Regions from separate parts of the Mus musculus genome. Here all the other regions are linked to region 4. A link is a contact called in public HiCAR-type, HiChIP or PLAC-seq and promoter capture Hi-C data. All regions are on one chromosome and are shown on one strand. The core of a region is the stretch at or near the end of the contact, and the rest is flanking DNA. Distances in the headings are between cores, read along the strand shown.

What was found. Promoter capture Hi-C pulls out the DNA fragments that hold promoters and counts their contacts. HiCAR-type assays count read pairs that join an accessible place to other places. HiChIP or PLAC-seq counts read pairs in DNA pulled down with a chosen protein or histone mark.
Region 1: a contact with region 4 is called in a promoter capture Hi-C map of cranial neural crest. The contact joins the promoter of Prex2 here to the promoter of Tram1 in region 4. A contact is called at or near these places in 2 of 39 promoter capture datasets (cranial neural crest and hippocampal neurons) and 1 of 115 datasets of contacts at active chromatin or transcription factors (astrocytes).
Region 2: a contact with region 4 is called in a promoter capture Hi-C map of hippocampal neurons, with 5 times the contacts expected there. The contact joins the promoter of A830018L16Rik here to the promoter of Tram1 in region 4. A contact is called at or near these places in 2 of 39 promoter capture datasets (embryonic stem cells and hippocampal neurons).
Region 3: a contact with region 4 is called in a HiCAR-type map of astrocytes, with 6 times the contacts expected there. The contact joins the promoter of Terf1 here to the promoter of Tram1 in region 4. A contact is called at or near these places in 1 of 39 promoter capture datasets (pre-B cells), 1 of 484 Hi-C or Micro-C datasets (CD4 T cells), 2 of 115 datasets of contacts at active chromatin or transcription factors (astrocytes and embryonic stem cells) and 2 of 9 other capture datasets (adipose tissue and liver).
Region 5: an H3K27ac HiChIP or PLAC-seq map of thymic regulatory T cells shows a contact between it and region 4, with 15 times the contacts expected there. The contact joins the promoter of Rpl7 here to the promoter of Tram1 in region 4. A contact is called at or near these places in 4 of 39 promoter capture datasets (hippocampal neurons, liver and pre-B cells), 3 of 115 datasets of contacts at active chromatin or transcription factors (astrocytes, regulatory T cell precursor and thymic regulatory T cells) and 2 of 9 other capture datasets (adipose tissue and liver).

The regions. Positions count from the first base shown.
Region 1 is chr1:10,992,144-10,994,843 of GRCm38.p6, forward strand. It overlaps Prex2 (phosphatidylinositol-3,4,5-trisphosphate-dependent Rac exchange factor 2), which reads left to right and starts at 1,322. Exons shown (of 40, transcript NM_029525.1): 1 at 1,322-1,766. The coding sequence starts at 1,650.
Region 2 is chr1:11,412,760-11,415,459 of GRCm38.p6, forward strand. It overlaps A830018L16Rik (RIKEN cDNA A830018L16 gene), which reads left to right and starts at 1,346. Exons shown (of 14, transcript NM_001160369.2): 1 at 1,346-1,878. The coding sequence starts at 1,810.
Region 3 is chr1:15,804,213-15,806,912 of GRCm38.p6, forward strand. It overlaps Terf1 (telomeric repeat binding factor 1), which reads left to right and starts at 1,434. Exons shown (of 10, transcript NM_009352.3): 1 at 1,434-1,745. The coding sequence starts at 1,466.
Region 4 is chr1:13,588,459-13,591,192 of GRCm38.p6, forward strand. Tram1 (translocating chain-associating membrane protein 1) reads right to left here and starts at 1,452. Exons shown (of 11, transcript NM_028173.5): 1 at 1,142-1,452. The coding sequence starts at 1,264.
Region 5 is chr1:16,103,035-16,105,734 of GRCm38.p6, forward strand. It overlaps Rpl7 (ribosomal protein L7), which reads right to left and starts at 1,399. Exons shown (of 7, transcript NM_011291.5): 1 at 1,331-1,399; 2 at 476-650; 3 at 134-300. The coding sequence starts at 1,344.

The DNA.
Region 1 (2,700 bases), core at 72-2,571, 2.6 Mb before region 4:
TTTTGTTTATTGTTTACCAGGCTCTGTGAGGTCTGTCTTTTGCGTCCTTTGTTCTTCTGCTATTGTGTGAAGCTGTCCACACTATTTGCCCTTTGCTCCTGGCTGCCTCTAAATAGCCAGATGCAAGGGAAACAGAAAAGCTACCTTTCCCATCAGCGTCATTCATATTATTCAAATATTGAATCTTTAATATGAGAAGAAGGTACGAGATTCCTTTTTGTTTCATGGAAGTCACAATCATATTTTGAAAAGACTTATGGGAAACTGGAGATAACTTTAGTGTAAATAACGAGGGAAACATCTTTAGTTTATCTCAGGTTGCTGAATCTTGGAACAAGTTTGGCCGCCTCTTCCTTGCCTCAGGAGTGCGACTTCCATTTATTTAAATGTCATTAGCTGTACACTATGTAAAGTAGAAAAAATGGCTCTGAAAGTATGTGTTGATAATATCTAGATGGAAATGCAAATGGATCACTTGGTTTGTTAGATTTATAGGTTTTGGTTCTGGTCCCAAGGGAGAATTCAATAAACTTAAACATTAAAATCAAATGCGTTGGCCATTCCATTTCAAAACTGAAGCATAACTAGCTTCTGTGTGTCCTCTGTCAATCAGCTATCATCCACCTGTCTTTCAGGTATCATCTGTCAATCACCTACTATGCATCCTCATCCAACATTTGTATCTTTTTAAAATTACAATTCTTGGAAACAGCTGAGAACAAATATTCTTGAATTTAAACTGATAGTGAAATACTACAGTGAGACTTAAAAAATTTAGATACACCCGGTGTTACAAAGTACTCAGCCAGGGTGATGCTTATTCTATGTGAATCAGTGCATAGGTAAGGGCTGCTACTTTGCTCTGATGTCCTCATTTATCACACTAATTGACATTTCAAGCTTTGACAGAGGTTGTCTGCCTGTGAAATAACATTGTTTGCTGTTTTTTTCTATAAACCGAACCTGTTTCGTAGTAGACGAAAACTCAAAATCAATGTGTTCCTTGTCAAACGCGGGAGGGTCAGTGGTGTGGTTGTTTTGTTCCCAAGCAGTTATGTAACCGCGGGGACTTGTTTCTTTGCTTTCAGACTTGGTGCAAAACACATTAAAGCTAAACAGTGGGCGGGATTCCCAAGAGCAGCCCTCACAAGTGTCCTTCTAGGTTTGGGAACCTCGGATTAGTTCCATCCTGTGTGTGTGTGTGTGTGTGTGTGTGTGTGTGTGTTTAGTTAGCTGGCAGGATACACTTCCCCAGGGTTGTGTTTCCTTTTTCCTGAGATTTGGCTAAGGGTAAAGGGTCGGAGTCACATGGATTGAAAGCATTTGATTGATGTCCAAGTCACCGCTGTGGCTGGAGCCGCCTCCCCTCGGGCTGGAGCCGCGTGAGGCCGGAGCAGCGGGCCGGGCTGGGTTCCCGCTCTCCGGGGACTGTCCCGTTCTGAGTCCAGCGCGTCCCGCGCGTCCCGCGCTCGCACCGCAGCCCGAGCACAGTCCTCTGCCCACACCCCGGCCTCCGGCCAGCATGTGAAGCTACGCGTTCCGGCTGGGACTCGGCAGAGGCGGCAACTTTGCTGGCGGCAGTGGCGGCAGTGGCGGCAGCAGGCGCGGGGCAGCGCACTTGCCCCCAGCTCCGCGCCCCGCCGGCCACCATGAGCGACGAAAGCGCCAGGGAAGTAGACAAGCAGCTTCGCCTGCGCGTGTGCGTGCTCAGCGAGCTGCAGAAGACCGAGCGCGACTACGTGGGCACGCTGGAGTTCCTGGTGTCGGTGAGTAGCCGGCCCCGCGCACGGCACCAAGTCTGGAGCATTGTCTGCGCCAGCACCCGGCATCCGTAAAGGTGACGCGGGGACCGCGGGGACTCGGGGGACAGACCTGTAGATGAACGGGTGCAGAGTGGCCAAGGCCTTGAAGAACTCGCGTGGGAGAAGTTAACCAGTGGCCATTCTGCCTGTTCCATCTGCGCTTAATTTTCTTTATCCATCTCCCAGGGCAAATTTCATTGTGTCATTTTCCTTATCCTCTTTCTTTCGGCTCATATTTTGTTTTGATTTTGTGTCTCAATTTGCTACCTTCAGGTACATGCAGTGTTTTAAAAGTCCTTGAATGTTGTGTAGCCGGAGTCGGTTATTAGATCAACAGCAGTGAAGTCCCTTTAGGTATAATCATTGAAACGTTGGATTCTGAGGGTGGAGGCGAAGGAGCAAGAGCAGCGGGGTCACCATCCCTGGCAGCTGTTGCATATTAAAGCCACATGTGTGCGCCTCCCTCACAGCTCTACAATCTTCTTTCTCCTGATTTAAATCTGCCCTCCACTTGGGTCCTAGTCTCCTGTGCACGCCGACCACTTGAAAATGGTATCATGAAACTCACCTCGAGTCGACAATTTCAGGGTTTCACAGACTGGGCAGGAGCTGTTTCCAGGTCCCAGTTTGACTCACTGGAATTCTGCCCCCAAATCATTTCATTCAGTCTCAGAGCAGAAGAGGAAAAACTGTGGGAAAATGAACTCCTGAGACATCACCTAAGGATGGAATTTTCCTCATTGCGGAAAATACAAAGAATTTACAGCCAGTTCCTGTCCATCCTGATATATTTGAGAGCGGCCTTCAGAAAAAGAGTTAAAACCCCACCCAGATCCTCCGGCCACTTTCTCCTTCATCCCAGTGTTCTATCCTGCCCCCAGCCCCAGGTTGGAAGGGA
Region 2 (2,700 bases), core at 96-2,595, 2.2 Mb before region 4:
ATTAATAGATTTGAAGAAAGATCTTCCTCATATCTCTTAGAGGAAGAAGATGTATTTTGATGAAGGCCTGTCCTGATCTTTTAGTACAATGTGGAATTTAAAATACTTGGGCCTTTAGGTGACTCACAGGGCTTCACGCCAAGTCTACAACATATTTAATGTATAGTCAGTATCTCCCAATCTTATGAAAAAGTACATAAGTAACTGTAGTTTTGAACTGTTACAGGAAATACGTGACAGACCAGGACTCCTCACTGTTCATTACTCCTGCCTGTACCTGGTGGGTCATGAGGCTGATTGTAAAAGTAACAGCTCTGACATCTTTCCACCCCAAATCATGTCTGCTTCGAGTTATCAATAGTGGCTAATAGCCCAATTCCTCTAGTAGATTTCGTGTATGTGAATTATTAAAGGCAATTATTATAATACTTCCTGGAACAATCCATTCTCATCTTAACTATTGCACAATGCTTAGATAATTTAAAACGGAGAGAAAAAGCTTGGACAGATACAGGTCACAGAAACCTGAACACAGTGCAGAAAAAGAAGAAATCTACACTGTCGCAGTTGGTTTTAAAGAAATCCGTGCCTATTATTGTAGAGACAGCCAACAGTTTTAGTATAAACGTTCTGATTTGGCAATACAAAATGGTTTAGAACCAGACAACTCATCTTTGGGGTTTTAGTGCTTTATATCGTTTTTTGGTTTTTTAAATGCAAAGAACTCTACACGGAACCTTGTGATAACTGCAGATCTTAACCTTGAAAAGTCGTCTCATAGTAAGAAGGTATGAGGTAAAGTTGATGTGCTTCTGAAGTATCTGGAGGAATAACTGTTGGGTGGGAGCTCAGAGCCCCTGAGCTGTAGCCAGAGGTGTAGCAGACAGAGCTGAAGGTGTAGGCAAACTTGGAAGCAGAGAGAGCTGGCTTGCTTTTGTTTCATCTCCCTGCCAAATGCCTAAGGGTTGCTTCCAGCCTTTGGGTGTCTGTACTTCGGGAATTTTCAATCAGTTCTCAGGCAGCAACGCCGGTTGTGGCTGACTTGCTCAAGGCCAAGATAGATATATCTGTTCCTTTCTTTTTTCTTTTTAACATAAGCAACTTTGTTTTCGCGGCAAAACCCAGCCATAGTTCTCATCTCCGGCTTTTTCTCATCCCAGCCTAGTGAAGGCAGAGCGCTGGGCCAGGAGAAGATCAAGCTGAGTGGTTTGGAACTGCGGGTGTAGCTGCCAAGGAGTAGCCAACAAGCACCAGATTTATGTGCACTTTGAAAGAAGCACCTTTACCATTGGCTTTTTGAGCGGCTCTGTCGCTAGGGAGCGAGCACCGCCTCGGGGAGCAGCTTGGGTGCTGGTTCCTGGCAGCCAGGAGCTGGGCGCACACCGTGGCGCGCTCTGGGCGGTTCCGCGCGCTGTCGCCCCTGCGGCCGGCGCTGTCCCCCGCTCGGCTCGCGAAGGCACTGCACAGACACTCGCCTTCGGCCACCGGCTCCTGCTGCTGCTGCCGCCCAGAGGACAGACCAGCCTCTGCCCGCGATTTCGCCTCGGCGGCGGTGCTGCGGAAAGCGGAGAGCGGGTGGGCGCGAGCTGCAGGATGCGATGTAGTTCTCTCCTTGCCTCGGAGTTGTCTGAGTTGGTAGAGCCTCGCCCGGGTTCCCTGAGCCCTGCTCCCTTCGGGCTCGCTGCTAACGGAGTTGCTAGCCATCGCTGTGCCAGAAAGCTCAGGCTCGGAGCTCCTGCCCTGGGGTAGAGTAGAGCTGTCCCCAGCCGAGGCGCATTGTCTTCTCTCTGCTGACCCATCTGTTTTCTCATGGCATCTCGTCAACAAACCCGAATCCAGGCTTACCTGGAGAAAAACAAGATCGGTCCTCTGTTTGAGGTAAGGAGCCCTGGTGGGGAATGGTCCCGCTCTCTTTGAAGGCGGTGGTGGTGGTGCAGGAAAAAAAAAAAAAAAAATCAGAATTTTCTTAAGCAAAGGTAGGGGGCTGAGCAAATGCGCGGGAGAGGGAGGACTGTCCCACTAGGTGTTCTGGAACGCGGCCCTGCTGGCACTTGGCCAGTTACCTAGACACTGACAGGTGAGCTCTGGAGGGCCTAACTTCAGCCTAACAGGACAATTGGAGCCATCTGACTGTCATGCATCTAGTAGCCATATGGCAGGACTAAGGTTGAGACAGGTAATCCAGGTGTACATCTACACACACACACACACACACACACACACACACACACACACACACACCGGGAATTCACACTATCTTGCATATTGAATTTTCTTCTTTTAAATATGGGCAGTCGTAGAACCTAAAAAGGTGGAGGGGTTGCCCGGCTGGGGGAAAAATGTTAAAGCTGGTCCAGTGGCTGAAACTAGAACCCTTTGCACTGTTCTCAGAGATGGAAAGGAGCAGAGAAGGGTTTTAGGAAAACATGCCTGTTTTCTGAGGACACAGTCTTGAGATGTTTTCCTTCGCCTTCAAATAATTAATGACAAGAACACAGTGAAGAAAAAAGCTAAGCAAGAGGGAAAATCTGACCTAGGGGCAGAAAGCAGGCACCACCTAAGTGCTACGGTTCAGCAGGTTGTCAGGGTGCTGACCCCAAGCTGAGGAAGTGTGGAGTGCCAGGTACTCAAGTAGCCAGGCTCACCTGGGATGCCTGAGGTTCCGCAGTCTGCATTCTTCCTATAGAAAGTCTATCCTAT
Region 3 (2,700 bases), core at 184-2,683, 2.2 Mb after region 4:
TGTGGGGGCTGTGTGTGTGTGTGTGGGGGGGGGGGCGGTAACTTAGGCAGGAGCCAGAGTTCCAGGAGCATGAGGGAACGCCTACTGTGTCATGAAGGTGCATTATGACCATCGGGGTTAAGACCTCAGCTCAACTGGAGACCAACCTGCAATTCCCCACAGGGTAGAACCCCCAAATAATATTTACTGCAACACCATCTCTAGAGCCTGGGGGTAATATGCCCTCATGGTCATGAAAGACCCACAATGTGAGGGCTCCCCCACGTTCTGACTCAGGAGAGGCGACACCCCAAAATCACCCACAAGAAACGGGTCTTGCTGCAAATTGCAAGAGGATTTTTTATTCAAGAGCGCTCTCGGGCCCATGGTCATACACCACGCAGGGGTAGAGGACCGTGGCGCCCCAGTAGCTGGGTAAGGGGGTATTTAAAGGAAGAAACCGAAACTCAAGGAAGTGGGGAGGGCGTTGTTGGAAGATACCAAAGATACCAGTTAAGAGTCACAAGGAAGTGTAAAGTTAATAGAGTCACAAGGAATACCTGGTAATTGTTAACTCTCAAGACAGCTTCTAAGAGCCCCTAACAATAGCACATTTGCATTGCAGGTTCTGGTAATGGCCAGGGTGACTTTCTTTGAATGAGCACTCTTTGAACCCAGGAAGCGGGTGGGTAGAGGAATGTCGCTATCTCTTTTATGATTAGCATACCTTTACAAAGGCCACATTCCCAAGCCTGGGCCTAAAGGCCTAGAATTCTGTTTTTACGTTGTTATACTTTCATTCAATGCAAACATTGTACAGTAATAGTGATCAAAATGTGGTCCTGGGACTAACAGTCTCAGCATTCATGGGGAACTGACTAGACTTGCGAATTCCAGGGTCAGCACCATCCTACCCGCTCACCCCAGGCAGAACTTTAGTGAAAAATCAGAGCCCAGCAATTTCAGCTTTAATAACCCCGGATTTCAATAAAATGAACACATAGGGTAGAAAGACAGTGTGATTACAGTGTAACAGGGTTAAATGCTCATGTTTATGGCGACAAGTTAAAATTTCTGGTGCTGCTGCTGCCATAACGCTCAAGTGCTCCAGGCTGGCCTAGACTTTGTAGTTGAAGATGGCCCTAATTCCTAATCTTCCTGTCTCCACCTCCTGAGTGCTGCTGGGATTATAGACGCGCAGTGCCATGCAGTCAAAATCTGCAGTCAAAAACCTCTCGGTTTTAACTACCCTGTTTCCAGCGCAGATTGCATTTTTTAAAATGTATCTTAGCCTATCATCCAGAAGCTACACTATCCAAAACGCCTGGGCTCGGATCGACAAGGAATTTAGCAGTTCTCAGCCAATCGGAAGCCAAGCTCCAGCCACTAGCCCACCCTAGCGATGCGATTGGCTGACTTCCACGCCCACCGCGAGCAAATCAGCGCACGGCGCCAGCTGAGGCACGGCGAGCGCTTTCGGTTTAACATGGCGGAGACGGTCTCCTCAGCGGCCCGGGACGCGCCGAGCCGTGAGGGCTGGACAGATTCGGATTCTCCAGAGCAGGAGGAGGTGGGAGACGACGCGGAGCTGCTCCAGTGCCAGCTTCAGCTGGGGACCCCGAGAGAGATGGAGAACGCGGAGCTTGTGGCTGAGGTGGAGGCCGTGGCTGCGGGCTGGATGCTCGACTTCCTCTGCCTGTCTCTGTGCCGAGCCTTCCGTGACGGCCGCTCCGAGGACTTTCGTCGTACTCGTGACAGCGCCGAGGGTGAGTGCGGGCTCCCGGGCCGGAGGCTGCGTCGCGGCCGAGACCTGCTTGCCCCGCACACACCGGGGCGGGATCCCAGGCGGGAGACGGCGCGAAACCGGCCGCTTCCTGTTTGCTGGAAGTCCTGGCTCCCGCCCCCACGCCTTCCGCGTCCCCTGGACAGAATGTTTGTTTGTTTGTTTTAAAGGGAGCCAGCCCAGTTGCTACCGCTGCTTCTGGAGCCAAACTCTAACAGATGAATATAGAAACATTTAAGAAGGGCCGGGATGCGGCTGCCAAGGGAGGTAGTACAGCTTGTCAATGCTTATCTTGCAAGCCAGGGAACCTGCGTTTGATCCCCAGAGCCTATGCCATACACATATACTTACAGCGCTGGGAAGACCGGTGACTAGGGCTCACTGACCCCTGGCCCAACCCAATTTGGCAAGCTTTAGGCCAGTGGAAGGCCAAAAACAAAGGCCTGGGGAGGAAGGATTTTTAAACTCCAGGGGATCAAATTTCCGTCTTTTGGCCTCAACGGGCACTGTATACACATGTTACACAGACAGACGTGCAGGTAAAATACCCATATTCATAAAATAAAAATAAATGAATCTTTTGTTTAAATGTTTAAAAAGTTTGACAGTGCCTGAAAACTCAGACCCAAGTTTGTCTTCTGGCCTGTGTGTTGGTGAGAGACATCCAGGAATATGGTTGGCTTACCAGTGTACATATTCACTGCCAAGTGTATCTTTGTGTTTGTTCAAACACGCCTTTAATCCCAGCACTTGGGAGGCAGAGGCAGGCGGATTTCTGAGTTCCAGGCCAGCCTGGTCTACAAAGTGAGTTCCAGGACAGCCAGGTCTATACAGAGAAACCCTGTCCCGAAAAGCCAACCAACCAAACAAAAAAGAAATAAATGTTATAAAGTTGATTATGAATTGAACAAGTTCAATGGAAACCTTTACATATGTAT
Region 4 (2,734 bases), core at 202-2,701:
CAAGCGATGTAAGGGAGGATGAACAGCGTATCTGAGTTGGGTTATCTAGTAAGCGTTCTGACTAGTTCTATTTGCCCTTCACCCTGCAACCCTCCTTAGTTAAGTGGCTACAACCATCTGTGACACTATCAAGAACAAGAAGTACTTACATGTAGATTCAGAAAAGACTTTTGGAAGAGAAAAAACATCATATAACATAGAAAATTATCTAATGACACCAAATTGGCTCCATGGAAAACAAAAAACAAAATCGTAATCACTTTTCATCACTGGCTGTCTCATTTCATTAGTTCCTTGCTTTCAACTCAAACCTTTAAAGCTCGATTCTTCACAGCGGAAAAAGACTAGTAAAAATGGATGACAAAATATTTATCCTCACTAGGTTACATGCCAGGGAGAGAGGAGACAAAATGGTAATCATCAATATATCAATATATTTAATGAGACTCAGTGGCTTACAGATAAAAAAAAAAAAAATGGAAGGGGGAGGGGAGTGGGCGGAAGTACTGAGGAAGGTGGAAAAAAAAAAAAAACCCGTAGGATGTTACAGGTTCACCTTGCAAACTTTATTACCCACATTCAACAGCTGTTAAATAAGTCATCAAAATACTCAGATCTGTGGGAAGAGAATTTACACACTCCTGACAGTCTCATCGCCTCTGCTTCAAGAAAGGAAATCGCTCAACTCCTCAACACAGCTGTTGCGAGCCTCGCATCGGGATCAGACCCGATGCTCCGGGAACCCAGAGTCCAGAGCCCAGGCGGAAAGTTGGACGAGCGGCCGTCGGCGGGCAGGGGGCCACCGGGTTCGAACACCCGGTCCTCGCCCTCCGCGCAGGCAGCGGCCGAGGCCGTGGGTCGGGGTCGAGCAGGGGTCCCTGTTAGTCATCCGGCCCCGCTGCCCCGGCCCCGGGTCCGCCCATCGCGCAGGGCCAGCACGGCCGCGCCCGCCACCCCCGCCGGCCCCTCGCCGGCTGCCACGTAACCCTTCGCGGGAAGCAGGAACTGCGCGGCGCGGGAGGGGGCGGCGGGCCGGACCGGGCCAGGGCTGCAGGGCCGCGGGGGGCTGCGCAGCTCCGGCCGGGTACGCTAGGGTCGGCGGGCCTGGCCAGGGGTCCGGGGTCCGGGAAGGAGGGCTCACCTCGAACATAAGCCCCAGCAGGAAAAGCATCGCCAGGCAGGAGACGATGTCCGCGTGATTCTGCAGCAAGAATTCGTGGCTCAGCAGCGGCGGGTTCTTGTTGCTCTTCTTGCGAATCGCCATGGTGGAGCCGCCGCCTGTGCCTGCAGGTGCTTCCTCCGCCCCGCTCCGAGCTCTCGGCTGCTCACCGCCGCGCCGCCGCCTCCCGCTGGCTGCTCCGCACAGCCCCGCCGCAGCCGCTCGCTGGGGCTTCACTTCCCATCCCACAGCCAGTACGCAGCCGCCGGGGCGGCCCGAGAAAAAAAAAAAAAAAAAAAAAAAAAAAAAAAAAAAAAAAAAGGCCAGCCTGCAGCGGTGGCGAGCATGCGCACCAGGAAGAAACCGCGCGCTCGCGCCGTGGCCGCACCTGGTGGCCCACAGCGCCCCCTGTGGGCTGGAGGTCGCGGAACGCGAGTGGCGCGCGGAGGTTTCGCGCTGGGAGTTGGGAGTCGTTTGGGGCGCGAGCTTCCTGGGAATGGTTCATACCTTCGCGTGCTGCTGCAGCATGCACGGCTGCTGGGTGCCTTCGCGCCCTCCCGACCCACCCTGGCCTTGGTGCTACCACGTTCCACACTTGTTGGCCACTTGTGTAAGCGATAGCCACCGTCTAGAAAATTTGGAAAAACGAAGTAGCCTGCTTGTTCAAGGGCTTTTCGCGAGTTTGAGCCTTCCAACGTTGCTGTGGATGAGCTAGTGGTTGACTCCTGTAGTCCCATTGTTTGGGACGCTGAGGCAGGAGAAGTGCTCTGAGTTTAATACCATCCAGGGCTACATAGAAGCATCTTGTTTCTAAGTCAAAAATCAAAAACCAAAACCAAACCAAACCAAAAATCCCCTAAGTGTTAAACGCTTGCTTACCTCAGAGTTAAGCTCTTTTCTGTCCTGTCCAACTCCCCGGTCCCCACTGGAAGTTTAGATTTACTTGTTACATGGTATTAACACTACTTAGGAATCCCAAGAAATCGTGAAAAGGGATCCCTTGCCAAATCCTCCACTCTCCTACTTCTGTTTAACCCGGGGTATTTATTTTTTTCTGAAAAAGTGCACTACTTGCCCAGTCCAGAAGCTAAAATCCTAGGTTGCATCTTTTTATTAGCCTTTTGACATCTAATATAGCACCAAATCCAGGCAATTCAGTCTCTTTCCCTATTCCCACCGCTATAGTATAGCCAGGAGGGGGCCTGGCCTGGAATATTACATTTCCAGTGTAATCATGGTAGTTTAAAAAGGTGGTTACTGCCGGCAGTGGTCACACGGGCCTTTAATCCCAGTACTTGGGAGGCATAGGCAGGCGGATTTCTGAGTTCGAGGCCCGCCTGGTTTATAGAGTGAGTTCCAGGATAACCAGGACTACACAAAGAAACCCTGTTTTGAAAAATCAAAAAAAAAAAAGTGGTTATTGCGTCAATTTATTATTATGCTCAACTTATTGCCTGTGTTTCTACAGACAAGTTACTTCTATGAGGCTCAATTCCCTTACTTATGTATCCATTGGCTCAACAAGTAAGGATAGAGAGTTGACCTAGTAGAAACTTCACTGGGGATTCAGAACAT
Region 5 (2,700 bases), core at 149-2,648, 2.5 Mb after region 4:
AATGCAGTCAGAGCAAGCAGCTTAGGCACAGGTTTCACAAACAACTTCCCGCCCCCCGTAATTCTCGGCCCCCTTCCTAAGGGCAGGCACAATACAGCCATTGCTGCCAGAACACGATGCAAAGTGAACTCACCCTCGAATTCTGATGACAAAGGCCAGCTTTGGTTCTGCGGGCACATAGAAGTTGCCAGCTTTCCTTGCCATCCTGGCCATCCGAATCTCAGTGCGGTACATCTGCCTGTACTCCTTGTGATAGTGCTTTGCCTTCTCATAGATGAGCTTCCTCCTTGCCTTTCGAAGCTGAAAAACCAATGGCCAGTCAGTCATAATTCTTGGCTCTGAAACAGAGCACAGCATCAGTTTTATACAAGGATGACTTGAGAATATCAAACCAGGAAGATCTCTCTTCAATCTCACCCCACGCTCAGTCCCAATAAGCTCCCTGGCCCACTAAAGACCTCCAAAGTTTACTTACTGTCTTCAGGGCAAACTTCTTCCTCAGGCGCTTCACCTTCAACTCTGCGAAATTCCTTCGCTTTTTCTTGAGGGTTTCTGGCACAGCGGGAACCTTTTTCTTGAGAGTTTTTGGCCCAGCAGGAACCTTTTTCTTAAGGGTTCCTGGCACAGTGGCAACCTTCTTTTTCTTCTCTCTGTTGTTTGTAGAGAATTACTAGTAGGTCAAAAAACTTCCTGGTGATGTATCACACACACTAGGTGCTCAGAACTACGTTAAAACTGTCACCCACTCAAACCGGCAGCATCTAGCATCTCCGTCGTTCCCGAAAGCTCTACTGGAGATGCAGCGTTCATGCCCACAACCTTCACGTTATACACACCTTACTTAAAGGTAAACATGTATGACATTAAAGAGATTTATGCCTAACCCCAGCCATCAGTCCTGGCCTGTGAATTGTTACAAGTTGTCAAGTCACACTGAAAAAACTGTACTGCACACTTTTTGGGTTCCAGGACTCACTGATCCTCGATCAAGTCTCAAGCTCCATATGCAGGAGGCTGCCGGTAAGCAGCCGGCTAAGATAACTTTAGCTACAAAGGATCTCGTTCCATGATTCCGCGGAATACATTCTACCGAAGAACGGACCTCCGCCCAAGTAGCCGGATCCGCAGTCTGCCCTCAGTTTGCTCCTGGTACTGCCAAGGCCTCCGCGCGGAGGCCCCCCGCACTCCCTCCTAGTACCACACGGCGTCACAAACACCCAGACAGGCAGGCAGTGGTTCCAGGCTACACTCAGATACAGGAAAAGTGAGACAAAATGCCTCTAGTTTGGGGGATGGAGAAGGATTCTGGGGGAGAGAAGAATCGACTTACGGAACAGCCTCCATGGTTCCAGCCGGAAAAGAAGAGAGAAAGGTGGCGCATGCGCACTGTCTCCTTAAAGGTCTCAGGGCGCGAAGCCCCACGCCTTATAGCTGTCCTGAGATAAGCCGGAAAATAATCTAGAATTGAGATTTTTGCACTTTGCTGGCGCAAAATGAACAGCTTGGCTTAGTCACGGCCAGCCAACTTTATGGTAAAACTCATCGGAAAACAAATGCACTGAATACATTTTTTTTTTTTTTTTTTTTTTTTTTAATGAATAGAGTGGGGACACCTCGTCAGCTCTGGGCTTAATTTCTCCAGGTTGCGTTGACAACCCTAGGGTCAGGCTCTGCGGAATTCGTTGGACCCAAAAGGCATGTTCAGGGATGTGAACTACAAGTCCCAGCATGCGTCGCTGCATAACCCGCGGGGCTGGAGGGCGACGTTGACCGACACTCTGGGCAGCCTTCGCGGCGGTGATTCCCATTAGGCTCACTAGAGTATGAGGCTTCACGTCCTCAGCGGCTAGCTGAGCTATGAAATCACTGTCTGTCACCTCCTCCGGCTCTCTGCGGCCCGTGGCCACGCAGCCCTGCTCCCCCACCTCGGCTGCGCTGCCGAGGTCCTTTTTCCGCCCGACTGCCGGGCTGTCTTCCGCAGCGCCTGATCATCGGCCGCCAGGTCCACAGTCCCTCGGTTGGCGAAAGCAGCGAGACCGGGAAGAGTGATGACCCGAAGGTCCGAGGAGGATGGGGGGGTTCGCTGCTGCGGGACCCGGCAGGCGCAAGCCACGGCGACCCTCAGCAGGGGGCGTGAGCCGCGAAGAGTGGCACGACGAGGGCGGGAGCCTTCGGCCGCGGTCGTGGAAGAGGGGCTGCCCCGCGCGGTGGGGCGGCCGGCGGGAGGGCGAGCGGGGAGGGGAGGCTGGGCCGGGGGCGGGGTGCGACCGGGGGCGGGGAGGGCCGAGCTGAGGGAGGGCCGATGCCACTGCAGCGGCCGGCGCTTCCCGGCGGTGGGTTATATAGCGCGGAGTGTGGAGCTACCTCAGAGCCGGCTGGGAACGCTCAGACGCTGCGGGGCCCCGTGCCCGAGTGACAGCGGCGCGAGTGCAGGGCAGGGGACCCGAGTCGCGCTGGCAGCTCGAGCGGTTGGCAGCCCTCGCGTGCGCCCCGCAAGTCGGCCCTTCCCGGCGCTGCCCGCACCCTCCCGCAACTTGAGTCAAGTTGACAACTCCCGCGTCCCGACGCATCCGCTCGGCGCACCCCTGTCCTAGGAAGACGGGGAGCCGCTGCAGCAGCGCCGGGGACGTTCGGGCGGCGGCGGCTTGGCCATGAGGGCAGCGCGCGTCGCCTAACTCGCGGCTGTCACCGCCGCTGCAG